Linked DNA regions of Hordeum vulgare: region 2 is linked to region 1. A link is a contact called in public Hi-C data. All regions are on one chromosome and are shown on one strand. Each heading gives the region's core, a stretch centred on a gene start, on an enhancer-like site or on the middle of the called end of the contact. The rest is flanking DNA. Distances are from core to core; before and after follow the strand shown.

Evidence for each region. A called contact is a pair of places that touch in the nucleus more often than the background predicts.
Region 2: a Hi-C map of leaf shows a contact between it and region 1, with 3 times the contacts expected there. The contact joins the enhancer-like site here to the promoter of LOC123403439 in region 1. A contact is called at or near these places in 3 of 6 Hi-C or Micro-C datasets (leaf and seedling).

What each region holds. Positions count from the first base shown.
Region 1 is chr6H:495,771,562-495,774,322 of MorexV3_pseudomolecules_assembly, forward strand. It overlaps LOC123403439 (probable RNA-dependent RNA polymerase 1), which reads left to right and starts at 1,337. Exons shown (of 5, transcript XM_045097379.1): 1 at 1,337-1,584.
Region 2 is chr6H:496,046,115-496,049,106 of MorexV3_pseudomolecules_assembly, forward strand. LOC123401198 (probable RNA-dependent RNA polymerase 1) reads left to right here. Exons shown (of 5, transcript XM_045094933.1): 5 at 1-318. The coding sequence ends at 12. LOC123401199 (MACPF domain-containing protein At1g14780-like) reads right to left here. Exons shown (of 7, transcript XM_045094935.1): 2 at 2,937-2,992; 3 at 2,151-2,436; 4 at 1,864-2,047; 5 at 1,468-1,637; 6 at 1,258-1,322; 7 at 294-1,160. The coding sequence ends at 485. Among protein-coding and RNA genes, the nearest start is that of LOC123401199, 3.7 kb to the right of the region's middle. Within about 2 kb of position 1,552, at least 3 of the 3 cell types and tissues checked have open chromatin away from gene starts, as enhancers often do. A contact at or near this core is called in leaf and seedling, where this site is marked.

The DNA of each region.
Region 1 (2,761 bases), core at 87-2,586:
ATCGAGAAAGGCTACAATTGATCCCCTATACTTGTGGGTTATAATGGGCCCAGAGATACCTCTCCGTCAAACGGAGTGACAAATCTCAGTCTCGATTCGTGCAAACCTAACAGACACTTTCGGAGATACCTGTAGTGCATATTTATAATCACCCAGTTACGTTGTGACGTTTGATACACCCAAAGTACTCCTACGGTATCAGGGAGTTGCACAATCTCATGGTCTAAGGAAATGATACTTGACATTATAAAAAGCTCTAGCAGACGAACTACACGATCTTGTGCTATGCTTAGGATTGGGCCTTCTTCATCACATCATTCTTCTAATGATGTGATCCCGTTATCAACGACATCCAATATCCATGGCCAGGGAACCATGACCATCTTCCGATCAACAAGCTAGCCAACTAGAGGCTCACCAGGGACATGTTGTGGTCTATGTATTCACACATTTATTACGGTTTTCGGTTAATACAATTATAGCATGAACAATAGACAATTATCATGAACAAGGAGATATAATAATAACCAATTTATTATTGGCTCTAGGGTATGTTTCCAACACTAACATGCACTAGCAAACAAAAAAATAACACATGCATGGCTATGAAAGCCCGGCCGCTCGTTTCCTCAAAAGATGCACAACTACTTTTTACATTTTAGGCTGATTATTATATGCAAAGACCATGGAAGCTCGATAGCTACATGAGCGGCATTGTTAAAGCACCTCTCTCTACATTATAAAACTCACGCGATGGCGAGCGGAAAGGCCATGCATCTGCATGCCGCCTGGATGCATGGCGGCAGGGGCCACCTGCCCATAGCTGTCGCCTGGTTGTATGGCGGCAGGGGCCACCGATCCCGTTTCATCGCCGTTTGTCTAGGCCGGTAATGCAGCGCCTGCCGCTTGGCCTTGTGGCGGCAGGGGCCACCGCCTCCGCTCGTAGCGGCAGATGCCACGTGTCGGCTGATGCGTGTACCGTCATGGTTTAGATGGTTTTATTTGCAATCTAATCTGGGATGGTCGTTTTTGACAATTGCACTGGACAAGTGGTTCTTTTGGGTAAAAAAACTTTCTTTTACACGTTACAAAGATGGAAATTACCAACTCAAAAAAAAAAGTAAAAAAAAAAAGATGGAAAGTGAACGAGCCAGTTTTGTTACTGTTTTACTCGCGGTGCCAGTCTTTCCTTCACGGTGTGGTCCTAAGATTGCCTGCCTACATCCGTGAAGATTTCCGAGCGCAGTTAAGGAACCTTCGACGCATCCGTCTCTATCCCCGCACCCCCCGGCCCTACCTACCTAGCTACCATTCCGTAGTTCGTTTAAATGTTACGTGCACATTGACCACCTCAAGTCCGCCTCCTTTCTCCTCCTCTCCACTCGCCTCCGCCTCCGCCTCCGCGACAGAACCATCGGGCAATCATCAACTCCTCCCCCATCTCCTTCGCCCGTTCATCTTCCCCAACTCCCTCCCCAGATCCATCGACTTCTCACGGCCACAATCTGCTGCGGCGACGGCGACGGCGACGGACATAGCCACGCCTGCTGCTGCTGGCGTCGGCCTGATTCCTTCCCTTCACCGGTAAGGTAAGGGATCCTAGCCTGATCGTACGGACCCTTCCCTTCCCTCGAGTCGCCGTTGTGTTGTTTGGGGTTTCGTACCCGCCTTGCCGTGGCATTGAGCCGCCGGGACCCCAATCGTTCGGAATTTGTTGACGATTGCTGCCTTCGTCCGCGGTTCTGCTGGCTTGTTCTTTCGCGGCGCGCGAGGTAGATCGTAGTTTTCTCCGTGTAAATTAGATCGATCGGAGCTGGTCCGATGGGATTCGGTGCCTTGCTGAATTTTGTGGGGTTCACCTAAACCCCCAAACACCACGTTCAGTTCCGCCCCTGCTTGCCAATAATAGAGGGCGTTGCTTGAGGTAGGCGAGCAAGCGTAGCGGGCGTACGGATTGGGGAAATGTACGTCCCTAATTGTTTATTGATCGACATTTTTGTAGGGTTGGCTTTTTTTTTTTTTTTTTTTTTGCTGACCTTTTACTTGTTACTACTCCTAGTGTCAAAATAAATCTTACATATGAGACGGAAGGAGTAAAAGATAACCCGCGCCAGTTTAAAAAAGAGGTAAATACACGAGAGGTGTTAGAACTTGCATGCGGCGGTCACTTTCGTGTACAAAATTGTAAAGTACGTGTTTGAGGTCACTAAACTTGCGAGGTTCTTCAAATACAGTCACTCTCACCGTACGCGGCATACATATCCGTCGGTGCCAGCATGGCGCGGGCCCGCTGTTAACCACTGTAAATGTTCTCATATGATAGATTTGTAGAAAAACTAGTGGCTCCTTTTTTATTAATGTAGGAAGTCCCTCAAATAAAAAGGCAAAATAATGGGGCCGGGATTTCGATCCGACGATGAACCGCTAGGTCACTTGCTTGGATAACAACCACGTCAACAGTACCTACTATTTGCTTAGCACGACCACCTTATATATCATAGCAGCGCGGATCAAAAGAAGTAATAAAGAACAATGTATACCTTATATATCATAGCACGCCAACAACTCTAATAATAATCTAATAACCATACGAAGTGCATTCGGCGTGTTCAAACCGGTAACATGAGGATTCACTCGCACATAAGCTAACCATCACGCAACTGCGACACAATTTTCTACAAATTTTAAACATTCTTTTGAAATAAAAAATATTTAGTTAATATAATTTAGATATCAACTTGTGTTTATTTTTTACTCATGA
Region 2 (2,992 bases), core at 302-2,801, 270 kb after region 1:
ATATTGGGCTGAGTGCGACCATCAGGTCGTTGTTGGTCTTGTACATATATTTGAACATGTCGATTCTTGTGCTAGAATGATCGCCCAAGTGCGATTGTGATTGTTAACTCAGATGTGTTGACGTACATGTGGCGACGAAGCACGAACCTTGGGGGTCTTTGGATGCAGTCGTCGAATGTATTTCTGTGCTATGATCTGTGGCGTACCTAGTTTTCCCCTGCCTTTTTGGTAATATGCGTACTGCATGTTCAGAAATGTATGGAAGACCCAACTATCAGCTTGCTTGTACGACGAGTATCAATGAATCTTTTTTCCTTACTAGTACTATCAAAATAGTTCCTCTGGTTTTACAGTATGAATTTACACTCGTTGCACAGCGGCATTTACAGGTTCCAAACAAATCCAAAATCCAAAAGGAGCAGGTCTTAATCACAGGGGTCAGTTAGCATTTGGCATCAGGAGAACTGTACAGACTCTGGAACTGTCAGGAAGGAGACGGGGCGAGCAGGGAGAACTTGACGTGCAGCGAGATCTTGCCCTTGTCGACGTCGAGCCTGGCGCCGGTGGCGAGCCAGTACCCGGGGCTGTCGTGCGGGCCCATGGTCACCTGCGAGGTGTCCACGAACTTGAGCAGCTTCTGCGCGCCCACGGGCACGGGCGGGCCGCCCGCGAACACGCCGGAGTTGATGTTGGCCACCACCAGCGGCGGCCCCCGCTTCTGCCCGCCGCCGGACGACGACGACGAGGAGGACCCCGAGAAGGGCATGGACAGGAAGCTCGACGACGACCACTTCCCCGACGCCCTCCTCGCCGTACCGCGCCCCCACCTGGACTGCACGACGGCGTAGCCGGGGAGCTCCGAGTAGAGCAGCCGGAGGTGCAGCACGGTGGTTGAGTCGTGCGCCATGACGTGCAGCTGCGCGCCGGTCACGACGTAGGCGGCGCGGCTCCCGTCGTCGCCGGAGCGGTGCCACCGCGGGTCGTACTTGACCGGCGCGGTGCAGACGTGCGCGTACGTCCGCCACTGCACCGGCTCGTAGTAGCGGTGGTCGTCGGTGACCGACTCGGAGCCCCGCCACGCCGGCGCCATGTCGGCCTGCGCCTGCACGGCGGCGATGAACGTCGGGGTGGCCGACAGGTGCTGCAGGTGGATGCCTAGCCTGATGCATACACGAAGTTGTCACTGGGTTAGCCACGCGTTGCATCAAAATTCATGGGTGATTGCCACGAGCATGCAGGGCAGGCTTGATTATATACCGGTTGTTCTTCTTGCCCTCGAGGTGCAGCCTCATCCCTGTGACCGGCAAATTGGACACGACCACCTGCGTTAATATATTACATATATTTTTCGTCATGTCATATGATCATGCATCAATTATCGAAAATCCTTTGGTCTTTCAGTGAAAATCTTGGAACAATCCGAGAGAAGACGATGAGGGGGGGGTCTCTGATTGAAAATACTCCTACCTGACTGGAGCTGACGTAGAGCTTAGAGCCGAGCAGGCTGAAATGCATGGCCGGGCCGGAGCCCTGGCGGTTGGAGCATGGGCCGAGGGGCAGCTCGCCGAGCACCGGGGCCCACATTCTGTGATGCTGGAAATCCAGGAAGTACCTCAGGTCAGCCAACGGCGGCTTATCTGTAACAGTCATTTGGCAGGTCACGTGTCACTTTTGAATGTACTGTTACACGTACTACTATTAAGCACGGACGAGCACTTGCTTGCAGTGTTAACTCTCGAAAGAAAATCTTCTACTCGGCTGCATCATTGTACGGTACGCTGGGTTCAATTAGGCTCAGCATTAAGCAAAGGAGCGTGACATCGACATGGGCATGGCATGTAGATGTAAGTAAGGTGCGCTCACATCTGAGGTAGAGGTTGATGGCGTGGGAGAGGAAGCCGGTGCCGGCGACGCCCCTGAGCAGCGAGGTGATGGGCACGAGCTTGGCGTTGATCACGTCGGGCGCCGCCGGCACCGTCGGCAGCCACTCGGCGTGGCTGCTCACCGTCGTGTTCCCTCCCCGCTTCGAGTATATCACCGTCACTCCCTGCACGCACGCGAGGAAGAAGGCACGACTGAACTGAGTAAATTTGTTATTCCCTCCGATCCATATTACTACTTGTCGCAGCTTGCCAGATAACTGTAAGTACCTCCTTGGATGAGACGAGGGTGGTGACCCCCTGCAGCCGCTGCTGCGCCACCTGCGCGTCGAACACGTTGAAGGCCTCCGGCGTCTTGGTGAGCTTGGACCTGGACTTGGCGTGGGGAGGCGGCACGGCGCAGGCGCCGGAGAAGAGCTGGTCGCCGAGCCGGTCGAGATGGCCCCTGACCTCCGACGGCGACAGCGGCGACGACGCGTGCTGCCTCACGTACACCACGTCCTGCCCGCCCATGCTCAGCCCCACCACCACGTGTGTCCCGTACTTGTCGATGAAGCTGCATGCCCGCACGCAAACCGCTCCGTCAGTGACTGACGTTCATATCCGAAGGGTGCAATGGTTCATACAAGGTGTCGTGTTCGTGTCGACGAGACTGTCAGTGTCAGTTCACTGTCTGATGAGAAGTACTCGTACGCGTCTGCCTGATAAGAACAAACCAAACCGGCCGGCGGCATGTGTCGTGTCGCGCCCCGGTTTGTCAATGGCGACACGTTCGGAGCCCAGGGCGCCACATGCTCTACTTGTAGCACGTTCAACAAAGACGGGCAGAGGAGGAGAAAAACGGGCGTCGTAGCATCTTCCCGGCACTAGATTAATAATGCTCTGAACCACGTTATCTTTCTGTTTGCGGTCAGAAGTTTCGGTATGGACGTCTGAACTGCTCTGCTTTGCGTGCGGCCGTGGAGCCGGTCAAGGTCATGGACTGCACTGCCACCGTCTTCGTACTGCTGGTGGTGGTGGTGAGGAAAAGGGAGGAGGGGAGGGAAGGGAGCTGACCTTGCGATGGCGGCGGGGTCCCAGGCGGCGGGGACGTCGCGGAGGACGTGGGCGGC